2 separate regions of the Capra hircus genome follow, and region 1 is linked to region 2. A link is a contact called in public Hi-C data. All regions are on one chromosome and are shown on one strand. Each heading gives the region's core, a stretch centred on a gene start, on an enhancer-like site or on the middle of the called end of the contact. The rest is flanking DNA. Distances are from core to core; before and after follow the strand shown.

Evidence for each region. A called contact is a pair of places that touch in the nucleus more often than the background predicts.
Region 1: a contact with region 2 is called in a Hi-C map of blood, with 4 times the contacts expected there. The contact joins two enhancer-like sites. A contact is called at or near these places in 2 of 5 Hi-C or Micro-C datasets (both in blood).

Annotation. Positions count from the first base shown.
Region 1 is chr14:37,842,238-37,848,398 of ARS1.2, forward strand. The region is part of intron 3 of PAG1 (phosphoprotein associated with glycosphingolipid-enriched microdomains 1); the gene reads left to right. Among named protein-coding and RNA genes, the nearest start is that of ZNF704, 120 kb to the right of the region's middle. Within about 2 kb of position 1,999, at least 1 of the 5 cell types and tissues checked has an H3K27ac peak or open chromatin away from gene starts, as enhancers often do.
Region 2 is chr14:37,730,820-37,736,844 of ARS1.2, forward strand. The region is part of intron 1 of PAG1 (phosphoprotein associated with glycosphingolipid-enriched microdomains 1); the gene reads left to right. Among named protein-coding and RNA genes, the nearest start is that of PAG1, 11 kb to the left of the region's middle. Within about 2 kb of position 4,317, at least 1 of the 5 cell types and tissues checked has an H3K27ac peak or open chromatin away from gene starts, as enhancers often do.

The DNA.
Region 1 (6,161 bases), core at 749-3,248, 110 kb after region 2:
TTATATCTGGAAAGGAGCTCCAGAATACATTATATTCCATAGTATATTATATTACTTCATATTGCACTATATTATATTCCAGAGTATATCAGGAACTCCTATAACTCAGTAGTAAAAGAGCTCAATTAAAAAATGGACTAAATGCCTGAACAGAAATTTCTCCAACAAAGACATAGAGATGCCCACAGGTATATGAGAGTGCTTGACATCACTAGTCATGAAAGAAATGCAAACCAAGACCATAATTAGATATACACACATATATGTATATATTAATAAATATTAATATATTCTACATATGATTATCATATATATCACACATATGATTATTCTCAGTCATGTTCTCAGTAAGATGAAGCACAATGTGTCAGTGGCTGCCAGTGGACCAGGTGTCACTAAAATTTGCTTGTTCCTAATGTAATATGAGGAACATGACAATGTATTAAAAAACTGGATGAATTAGGATTTCAGAGAGTTTGGAGAAAAGCTTAAGAAAAATAATGTAAAAAAGACTCTCTTAAATTTAAAGTATAATAATGTACTGTTTTATAATTAGTGTTGAGAAATCACATAACCATTAGAAATAACTGTTTACCAAAAGAACTGGAATGAAGCCACTTGGCTTAGATTTTTTTAATTTAATGAACTAAAATGATAAATGCTAACTTATTTTCCCAATAGCAATAAATAGGTGTGACTACTTCGATTTTTCTAAATGAGTTTTCCTCTTGTCCAGAAAACACACCTTATTGTTCCATTTTCTAAGTATATTTTCTATTTTTCTTGACGTTTTCCTATAGTAGAAGCATGAGAAATAAACAGTGGCTTTCTCAGGATCAAAGTCCACTGTTCTATTTCCACAGTCCGCATCTACAGAGGTGCTATTATGGCTACGCAGTGCACACTCCACATCTCTGGGGAGACATCTCCAGAGGTCTGTGCTGTTAGTACAATCAGAGCTGCTCACAGTCTCAGTGGTGGAGAAGAGTAAATGCAAATTTTCGACTCCAGGTGCGACGTTTCTTTGAGTTCCCACATTCCATTTTTTAAGTTCTGAATAGTTTTACCTGGGCTTCCCAGGTGGCAGTAGTGGTGAAGAACCTGCCTGCTAATGCAGAAGACATGAGAGACATGGGTTTGATTCCTGGGTCGGGAAGATGCCCCAGAGGAGGGCATGGCAACCCATTCCAGTATTACCTGGAGAAACCCTGTGGACAGAGGAGCTTGGTGGACTGCAGTCCATAGGGTCGCAAAGAGTTGGACACAACTGAAGCGACTTATCATGCACGCATACTCCATAAATATCGTGTTTCTTTTATTAACAAATAACAGTTAAAATTGAGTAACTTGGTCAGTTAGGTAGAGGTGGCTGGGACCTTTTCCTGAATTTACCACAGTGTGTAAGGTGTACCTCTCCCAATCTTCCATTTCACCTTAGGCCACTCCTCTGCTTCTCAATTTTATGCCTTTGAAATGTTCCTTCCCCAAAAAGGGTAAAAACATAGGACAGAGCAGTGGGGTGAGGTCAAAGCCATACCCTGATATTAGCTCTCATTTTATTGCTCTCTAATTTCAAGAAGAAAAAAAAAATGAAAATTGAGGCAGAGTGACACATTGACACCATGACATACAAAATTCTTTGAACTAGCAGGAAAAACAACTCTCTTTTAAATATCAGTGTTATAAATCCATATTCTAGGTCTCTCCAAAAAGTTTATATTTTATTGGCATCTAATGTAAATTTCAAATGTAACCCTTCCACTTGGAGACCACTGTGACATTTAAAATGTCAAAGTACAAATTATAAAAGACTTATCCTAAACACAGCCTTAACCCATGACTTCATTTCATTCATGATTTACAAACAGGAAAAAAAAGAGGGGGGAATCTTAAGGGAGAAGATGTGATTTTCATTAGCTATGAAGATTTTCAAAATTGCATTAGTCTCAGTTCATTAGGTCTTATAATCACATTAGCTACGTGGCATTGTAAGGAGGAAAATGCCCTGCACAGGGCTCCCAGTGGATTGCAGAATTCCACTACCCCTGCCCGCTGGGACTCCAACACAGGAATAGATTTTTCCTTTCCTAGGATGAGCCAATGAAAACGATACAGCTTGTAGAAGCCATATTCATACAGATGTTCCTCTCACTCTTTCCTAATTCCATCTACAGTGATTCCCCTGGCCAAATGCTATGTTCAGTTCAGTTCAGTTCAGTCACTCAGTCGTGTCTGACTCTTTGCAACCCCATGAATCGCAGCATGCCAGGCCTCCCTGTCCATCACCAGCTCCCAGAATTCACTCAGGCTCATGTCCATCGAGTCGGTGATGCCATCCAGCCGTCTCATCTTCTGTCTTCCCCTTCTCCTCCTGCCCCCAATCCCTCCCAGCATCAGGGTCTTTTCCAATGTTATGTTAGTTTTGAGTAATTCTGAATGTCTAAAGACTTGAAAAGTAACTCCCACCTCACTGGGATTCCCTTCGGGCTTGTAACAAATTCTGAGCCCAGGGTTTTCAGTGAACTGCTTACTTCAGGATCACTTAGGACACACGTTAAAAATACAAATTCTTGGGCCTTGAATAATAAAGTGAAGTTGCTCAGTCGTGTTCGACTCTTTGCAACCCCATGGACTGTAGCCTACCAGGCTTCTCTGTCTATGCGATTTTTCAGGCAAGAGTATTGGAATGGGTTGCCATTTCCTTCTCCAGGGGATCTTCCCAACCCAGGGATCAAACCCAGGTCTCCTGCATTGTAGGCAGACACTTTACCCTCTGAGCCACCAGGGAAGCCCCTGGGCCTTGAATATCTGCCAGAATATCTGAGGGTCAGGCCCGGGCATCAGCAGTGTAACACGTGTCCCAGGTGTTGTGAGCGGGACCGAGGAGTCCTGGGGGGGAATCTGTACAATGGTTGATGCTCTCACGTGGCCTGAGAAGGAAGCCACGTGAGACCAGTGGGGCTGATAGATGGAGGCCTGGAGGCCACGCCCTCTGATACCAGTCAAGGCTAGTTGTTCAGTAGGGCCCTAGTCAGAACACTCAGCCATCAAAGTTGAGAAAACATTCTCGTGCTCACGAGTGAGATATACTTGTCATGTCTCTACTCAGGACCCTGCAGTTTACCCCGCATTGCCTTTTATTTTGAAACAAGATTTTTCAATTGAAATATAGTCAATATGCAATATTGTATTAGTTTCAGATGTACAGCAAAGTGATTCAGCTATATGTGGGTTTTTTTCAGATTGTTTTCTACTTCTCTGTGCCATGCAGTAAATCTTTGTTGCTAATCTATTTTACACTTAGCGGTATATCTTTGTTAATCCCAAGCTCCTAATTTATCCCCCCTCAACCCCTGCTTTCCATGTTGGTAACTGTAAGTTTGTTTTCTCTGTGAGTCTGATTCTACTCTGTATACAGGTTCGTTTGTATTATTTTTTAGATTCCACATGTAAGCGATAGCATGTATTTGTCCTTCTCTGAGTTAATTCACTTAGCCTGATGATAATACCTAGGTCCATCCATGTTGCCACAAATGGCATTATTTCATTCTTGTTTGCAGCTGAGTAATAGTCCGTTGTGTGTGGATGTGTGTGTTGTGTGTGACATCTTAAATCTTCTTACCGCATTTTCTGAAATACTCCATGTTGCCTGTTGTATCTGGTTCGAAGTGTGTTTGGCTGTCATGATATTAACAGCCTTTTTAATGAACAGGGACCTCGTCCAAAGAACGTGACAGTTTCCATGTTTAGTCACTTTGTAAGAACAGGATCTCCACAGGGGTTTCTATTCTCGTACAGTCACCTCCCCTACCTCCATCAACAGAGTGGTATCTTCCCAAAGTTGAGCAAAGGAGGAGAAGAAAATAGATGTACTGAAGTATCGTGTACATACAGACATCATTCTTAAACTCCCAAAGTAACCCATGGAGTAAGGTCAGCTGTAGACAGAGTGGTAAACCCGAAGAGAATTCCAGAAAAGCGCGGAGTCTGTTCGCCTTGCCCCCTCCACACACAGCGCCTTCAGCCCTCTCACCTTCTTCCTCCCTCCCTTCTCCTCCCCAGGTGACTTGCTCCGCTCCATCACATATGCCTTAATGGGATTTTAAATGCATGTGCCACTTCTTTCCTGAACATCTTTTTGTTTTTTTTTTTTAAGCTTTGCTTTAACTGTAAAGTGAAAGCCATTTTCTTCCATTCCGGGTGAGGGGTCAGCAGAAGCAGGGGTTAGTCTTTACAGGTGCCCTCCCAGGTCCTTGAATCTGACCCATCCTCAGTGGCTGGCTGACCCTGACTGTGATGAGTGTGTGCGTGGGCGCCCGGAAGCGGTCCTGTCCACCCTGTGAGCATGCAAGGGCTGTCTTTGGAATCCACTAGACACAATGAGGGCAGTTCTCAGCTTGAAACAGCATCAGTCCAAGGGCACTGCAGCTGCATTAATGCGGTGGCGCCTCTGCTGCCAAGCCGAACAGAATCACGCTACAATTATTGCAACTAGGTGTGGCTTCTCATGCAACATGGTGGAAGTGAAAGGACTTCTGGCTCTGTTTTTTCCTAACTTCCCATGCTTGTAATTCGGTGGTAAGTTGTTTTTCATCTTTAATCAAAATATATCTTTGTATTAGGAAAAATGAAAGTGTTAGTTGCTCAGTCGTGTTCGACTCTTTGCGACCCCAGAGACCACAGCCCACCAGGCTTCTCTGTCCGTGGGATTCTCCAGGCAAGAATACCGCAGTGGGTAGCCATTTCCTTCTCCAGGGAATCTTCCCAACCAGGGATCCAACCTGGGTATCCTGCATTGCAGGCAGATTCTTTACCATCTGAGCGACTAGGGAAGCCCTATGTATTAGATACTTAATTCTAGAGATTTTTGACCTCTTGCCAGTTGAATTTTACAACTGAATTGCATCAGCCCAGTGTCATCTCATACTCAAGGTGTGATTAGAAGATGAAGCAGTGCTTGTCACAGAGTAGATATTTACCAATTATTCATTCAATGAGTTATGGAGTGTCAAAGAGTAAAATACAGCTTGTGCCTTAGAATCAAAGAGTAAGAACTGTTGGAGGTCAAGAGACCAATGAAACCCACTCAAAGAGCTGAGCATCTTCAATAATAGGGACAGATAAAGCCTCCAGGATGTTCTGTCACTTTGGAATCACCTCAGGCTTATCCAGTACTGAGATTGGAAATTAGATGGGTCACTTTCAAACTTTTCTCTGTAAGATTTTCCTAATTCGGGGCAAATGCCTTAAAAAGCTTCTGCAGCTTCCAGCAGCAGCATCTTCTCTTTCCATACCTGTGTGTGCCCATCTTCATATTTTGATTTGATCCTCGCATTTTGTTGAAAGACTTTTATAAATATGAATCGTAACTGTGTAAATGTATCAACTGGACATTAATGAGAACATGAAGAGACTTCTCCGTCAGCCCTACAGCCAGTGTGCAGTGCTGGTGTTCCCAGCATGCGAGCGCGCTCAGTCGCGTCCAACTCTTTGTGACCCCATGGACTATATATACCCCACCAGGCTCCTCTGTCTGTGGGGTTCTCCAAGCAAGACTACTGGAGTGGGTTGCCGTTTCCTCCTCCAGAGGACCTTCCTGACCCAGGGATCGAACCCACCTCGCTTGCTTCTCCTGCATCGGCAGGCGGGTTCTCTACCTGCTGTGCCACCTGGGAAGCCCAGTGTTGTCAGAAGTGCTGTTGATGTTTCAGGGCTTGTCGGAATTTACTTCTGACCCTGGACACTGACCTTAAAGACCTCACATGAAGGGGAACTTCCCTGGTGGGCCAGTGGTTAAGAATCCACCATCCATGTGCTCTCACAGTGACATGTTTACAGCTGGCTGTGACTCAGTAAAGTTTTGTTTTGTTTTTTTCCAAAAAAAAAAAAAAAAAGAATCCACCATCCAATGCAGGGGACACAGGTTCAATCCCTGGTCGGAGGACTAGGATCCCACATGCTGAGGGGCCACTAAGCCTGTGCACCACAACTTCAGAGCCCTTCTGGAGCCCGTGCTCCACAACAAGAGAAGCCACTGCACCCTGAAACCAGAGAAAGGACGTGCCACAACACTGAGGATTTGTGTCTCAGAGCTTAGGAATCACCAACTTCTTTTATAAAAGGATCTCAGAGATGGAAAGAAACCTTATAAGTGACCTCAC
Region 2 (6,025 bases), core at 3,067-5,566:
TGATTTCCTTTAGGATTGACTGGCTTGATCTCCTTGTGGTCCAAGGGACTCTCAAGAGTCTTCTCCAACACCACAGTGCAAAGCATCAATTCTTCAGAGTTCAGCCTTCTTTATGGTCCAGCTCTCACATCCATACATGACTACTTTAAAAACCATAGCTTTGACTAGATGGACCTTTGTTGGCAAAGTAATGTCTCTGCTTTTTAATAGGCTGTCTCAGTTTGGCATAGCTTTTCCAAGGAGCCTGAAGGCCAAGGTGGCAGGCAGAGGGAAAGGAGATGGGGGGATAGTAAGATTAAGTGAGAAAAGTTATCTACAAGTGCTTGGACACAATGTGGTAGAAGCCAGAGGCAAAGTGGAATGAGGTGCTTGATGGAATGGGAGCCAAGTGACAAAAGGAGTGAAATACAAAGAAAAGGCAGAGAGCAGAGGAACAGTCTGACTGTTAATGCGCTTGTAACTACACACAGGACAGTGACTGTGTCTCATACAGCTTTCAAGGCTTGTGAAGAAGTATTAAGAACCTACTATGTGGAAAAGGGATGGGGAGTGGGGTAAAGGAAAGAAATAAGAAATAAAATCATGAATAAAGCACGATCTTCGATCTTAAGCTGCTTATAGCATAGAATTGTCATTTCTTGTTTTCCCTTTTCATCCATTTTTCTCCTTCATTAACAGCAGGACATGGGCACTTGGGAAAGTGGGAAGAATGAAAGAATTACTTTCTCGGCACATAAAATTCTTGGTTCTCATAATAGGCACGTCTCGTCATGCCCATGGATAAGCACGCCGAAAGGGACAGTGATGATGACCCATCATTTGATAGTTTACAAAAATAAGTTTTTCTCATGGCTACAGCATCTTTGGAGGGTTGGACCTTTGAACCAATCTCGTTAGAGTTATTAATGAGCCTTTTGGCTCACTGGATTATTTGATATATATTAGGTACTGCTGCTAAGTCGCTTTAGTTGTGTCCGACTCTGTGCGACCCCATAGACAGCAGCCCACCAGGCTCCCCCGTCTCTGGGATTCTCCAGGCAAGAACACTGGAGTGTGTTGCCATTTCCTTCTCCAATGCATGAAAGTGAAAAGTGAAAGTGAAGTCACTCAGTCGTGTCCTACTCCCAGCGACCCCATAGACTGTAGCCCACCAGGCTCCTCCGTCCATGGGATTTTCCAGGCAAGAGTACTGGAGTGGGTGCCATTGCCTTCTCCTATAGTAGGTACAGTTTCCTGTAATTTTCACTTGCCTTGTAAGAAACAGGCAACATTAAGTCATAGACAAGCTGGAGTATTGAGGGGATGATGAAAATAATTACCATGTGTTTTAGTTAATATCATGCATATCAGTCCTTGCTCCTTTCATTTTGACCTAAAAGTGGAATTATTCCCATTGCAGAGATGAGGGAACTGAGGTGACTGTGGGGAGATAACAAGTAATAAATGGTAGAGCTCCTAGGACCCCAAATAAGGCATTCTGACTTCAAATTTTGGCTTCTTGCCACTCCATTATGTTGCTTGTGTCTTCATGACTAGCTACTAAAGAAAAATTAGGGGGTAGCTACTTTAAAAAAATTTTAAGAGGTTTTTTTTTTCCATTAGTCTGCTCAAAGCACCAATAGTGGAAGCTATATTGATTGCAGTCTTTATATTTGATGGACCACAGATTCTTTATGCAAATGTATGCAATCAAATCCAACTGGGCGAAAGCTTTTTTTAGAGACAAACATCTTTTTCTTTCATTATCTTAAAAAGCAACTAAGTTTAAAAAGAAAAGCATTCAACATTTTAAACTGTAAAACTGTTGTAGTTAAACTTGCTGTCTGGTATAATGGAAATTTGTTTTTCAATTGTTAAAATGGCCTTTGTAGGTGAAAAGTGTGTGTGTGTGTGTGTGATATAATTCAGTCAAATTAAGTTTAAACTATTGGTTTTCCTTTTATAATATCATTCCTGAATTCTCCAAATACATTAAGTGATGTAGCTTGCTTTATCTTGCCAAAGCAGCTATCATGTTCCCCTTTTAATGCCAAGGCATTAAAGCATTTGTCTTTTTCTTAAGCAGTGTAAAATTATGCAGGATAAATCGAAAGGGCCTATTTTAGTTTTACAACTTGTATTTTAGCTTCAGATATTCAGAAATTTACCTAATTTTGCTACTGTTAAGGCAGATATTAACTATTAGTATATAGAAATGTTTAGAATCATGAAATGTTCATGGAATCTTACAGCTGTTTGCAAAGTTTATGATGCTACATTTATTTCATAAAAAATATCTGTGGGCCTTGCTAAATAGCAATTTTCAGATAAAAGCAATTTCTAGCAAGTAGCAAATGCTGGTACCAGTGCTTATCTTTAAATCTCAATTTCAAGCTTCATGGTGCCAATTTTACGTTTTAGCTTTAGTGGAAAAAAATTGAATCCAAAAGGGCTTATACATTTGTGGCATTGGTGGGTTGATCCTTTATTATTACTGCTGATTTTTTAAAATCACCATACACTTATAAATTTTTTTAAGTTTTACAAAAATGTTAGGCAACTATATTAGTTCTAGTAATTATCATTACACGTGGTGTATTATAGTAGCCTTAGTCCATTGCAGTTGAGAAATTACAATATAGCCATATGAGAATTTAAATAATAATATCAAATAATATTGAATTTTATGTGTGATTTTAGTGCATTTTATGATAATATGTGAGAAAATTCAAACGAGGTAAAATGAAACTTAGTTTAGCCATTTCATGCCTCATGTGTCCCAGTTTCATCCAAATGCAAATATGATAATCCAGGGCACAGAGGTAGTATCCTGTAGAGGTGATTTGACAATACTGTGTTTATTACTCACCACCAAGATGAGTAAGCTGCAATCCTACTGATCTTTCCATAAGTATGTATTTTAATATTATGTACTAGGAGTTTTCATTTTCTAAAGAGACTAATTAAGTTTGCCTTACCTCATTTTTCTTCCTGTTGAATTTTTTTTATGTTAGTGTCTACTTGACATGATAGAACATGTCTAAATTAGTAATCTAATTTGAATAGCATAGTTATGTATACAGTCACAGCTTGTTTGAATAGAGGGCTTTTTGCATATTGTGTATGCTCTTTCTCTTAGCAGATTGAGGAATTATATGCTTAATGTTTCAGAATCCTAAACCTACTCATGTTTGCCAATAGACATGCAGAGATATAAATATTTTTACAAACATAACCTTAAAAGATATGCTTCCTTTTCAGATATTAGGAATTGACAGTTAAACTGTCTGCTATAGCCGTTTCTCATATGCGATAGACTGATAAATCCAGAAGGGGCTGAAACCAACGATGTCATTAGTAGGGCCTAAATTGTTAGTGTTGAGGTTAGGAGTGTATTTCTCTGTTTTCCTAAATAAAAAATAATGATGCTTTGCAGTAAAGTATTATGAATCTTGATAACAAAACACAGTCAAGTAATATAATTTTTTCTTTGCTGTACTTTATTATAATCATTTTGCCCAAAATACACATCTTAAGCATCTAACATCAGCATGAAATTCCCAATATCTCCAAAGTAAGAGTCGAAACTGAAATGTTCAGGGACTCATTTAAAGCATACAATATGGATAACAGCTTTTCAGATTTTATGCCAGGGTGTATGGAAGAGGATTGCTAAGCACTGGTGGTTGAGAAAAGACAAAATGCCAAAGGATCAGACTTGCACTTAATGGTTTTTGCCACCACAGTTCTTAACCTTTCCAACTGGTTGAGTGGTTTACTAATAGCAGCTGGTCAGGACCTGCATTATTGTAGATCTTTTCTTTTAATAAATATTCAATAGCATTTTCAAAATTGTTCCCCTAGCTACAGTTCATAATAAACAGCCCAGTGCTGGCAAAGAGCATGCTGCTTTTATACTGTTTTACAGCCATAGGCCATTTGACATTTGGACCCTTCTCATAGGGATTTTTCCAGCTCCACGTATCCTGAAAACTGTCAGCCTTGGATCAGAACAAGCCTTTTGCATCTTCACACTTACAAGGAAATTAAAAAGAACTTCTTTTCTTCTCCCCATAAAATGCCAAGGCCCATGGTCAGAGAATTATCATTTGCTAGTCATATGCTTTTTCTTTTTGATGTTCTCACTGGCTTTAGGAAGTAATAACATGAAAAGCACTGCTGAAATGTGAACACAACAGTTTGATTTGATCTTCATTATACTCTTTCTGTTTAAAGCTGTGGTTCTCAGGGAAGAGTGACTTTGCCACCCAGAGGACATTTCGGTTGTCATAGCTGTTGGGCGAGGGTGGGGGTCGGTGGGGCGGGGAGGGGTATGCAAGGGCTACTGCTGGCATCTAATAAACGAGTAGAAGCCAGGGATGCTGTTATACATCCCACAGTGCACCAAACAGCCCTCCTCCACAGGGAAGAATTACCGGGGCCAATATGTCAACAGTGCTGTGCTTGGGAAACCCTGGTCTACAAAGTAGGGAATGTCTTTCTAATTTGCTTTATATTGTTCAAGCAAATGGAAGTGTGTTCAGTGGTTCTGATGAAGAGATCCTTCCAGTCAATAAACTCATATATTGAACACCTGCTAGGTCCTGAAAATGTGGGGAAGACCATGACATCATCCTCAGGAGTTTCCGCCATCTTTGCAGGATGAGTGGTAAACAAAATACTATTGTTTGATGTGATGTATGCTGTAATTAGCGAGGCACACATGGCATGTTAAACTCGAAATAATTTCAATTTCATTTGCTAAATGTGGGGAAATATCTAGAAGAACTCATCTCTGCTGTCTGGATGTTAAATTAGTCATTTGGGAGCAAAATTTCTCCTTTTCCCTTAACGATCAGGAATGTATCTCATTTACTGCATCCTTCTTCCCCTGTTTGCACTGGTGTTAATTTGAAACATCAGGACAAAAGAAGAGGTGTTGACATAAACAGTATTACTCCCAACATTTAGGATTAGTTTTTCCACATCTTCATTGAGGTATAATTTACATGACATAAAACTCTCCCATGTTAAGTGTACAATTCATAGATTTGTAGAAAACTGATAGAGTTATGGGACATCCATCACAGTTTAGTTTTAGGGCTTTTCCATCACCCCAGAAAGATCCCTTGTGCCCCTTTGTGTTCATTCTGCATTCTCACTGCCAGTCCCAGGCAAGAGCTAATCTTTATGTCTTTTTTCTCTTCTCTGTCTCACTTTCTGTCTCCATTTGCTAAAAGGCATATCTATGGACATTTTATTTGGAATGTTAATTTTTGAAATTTATTTAATTAATGATACTTTTGGTTGCACCAGGTCTTTGTTACGGCATACAGGCTTCAGTAGTCGTAGCACACAGGCTTAATTGCTCCACGGCTTTTGGGATCTTCCTGGACCAGGGATCAAACCCATGTCCCCTGCATTGGCAGGTGGATTCCTATCCACTGCACCACCAGGGATGCCCCGGAATATTAATTTTTTCATAAAATTTTCAAAGAATTAAACATTTTTACAAAAATTAACACAGTTTGATAGCTTCTTTTTGAAAATCAGCATTATGTTTTTCATACTACCTGCATAGTACACCTGCTATGGCCCAGACTGGGGATGCTCAGTGTCAGAACTCCCAGACTTAGACAGTGAAAAAGGTGACAGAGGAAAAGATGAGCGCATGTGTTTAAGGCAGCATATCTGAAATCATACATGGTATGCCTGTTTCTTAGCTTTGTCCTGTTTAGTTCCCTGTAAATGTGTCCACTAAAATAATATTGTAGAAATCATTGAAAAGCTGAGGTCTGGTAAACACCTGCATGATGTGGGAAAATAATACAAGGCTTAAATCTGGAGAACTCACCTGTCTGGGGAGTTGTATGCAGGTCAGCAGTTCTTTAGCCTGACACTCTGGGGCCAAATGTCTTTTAGAATCCATCCAGCTTTCAGAAAGGGAATGCAGTTTGCATCCTATAGGTTAGGTAATACTCCCGTGGCATACGGGAGACACAACCATTTCTACAGCAAAGTAGATGAATATTCTCATTTAGTTGGA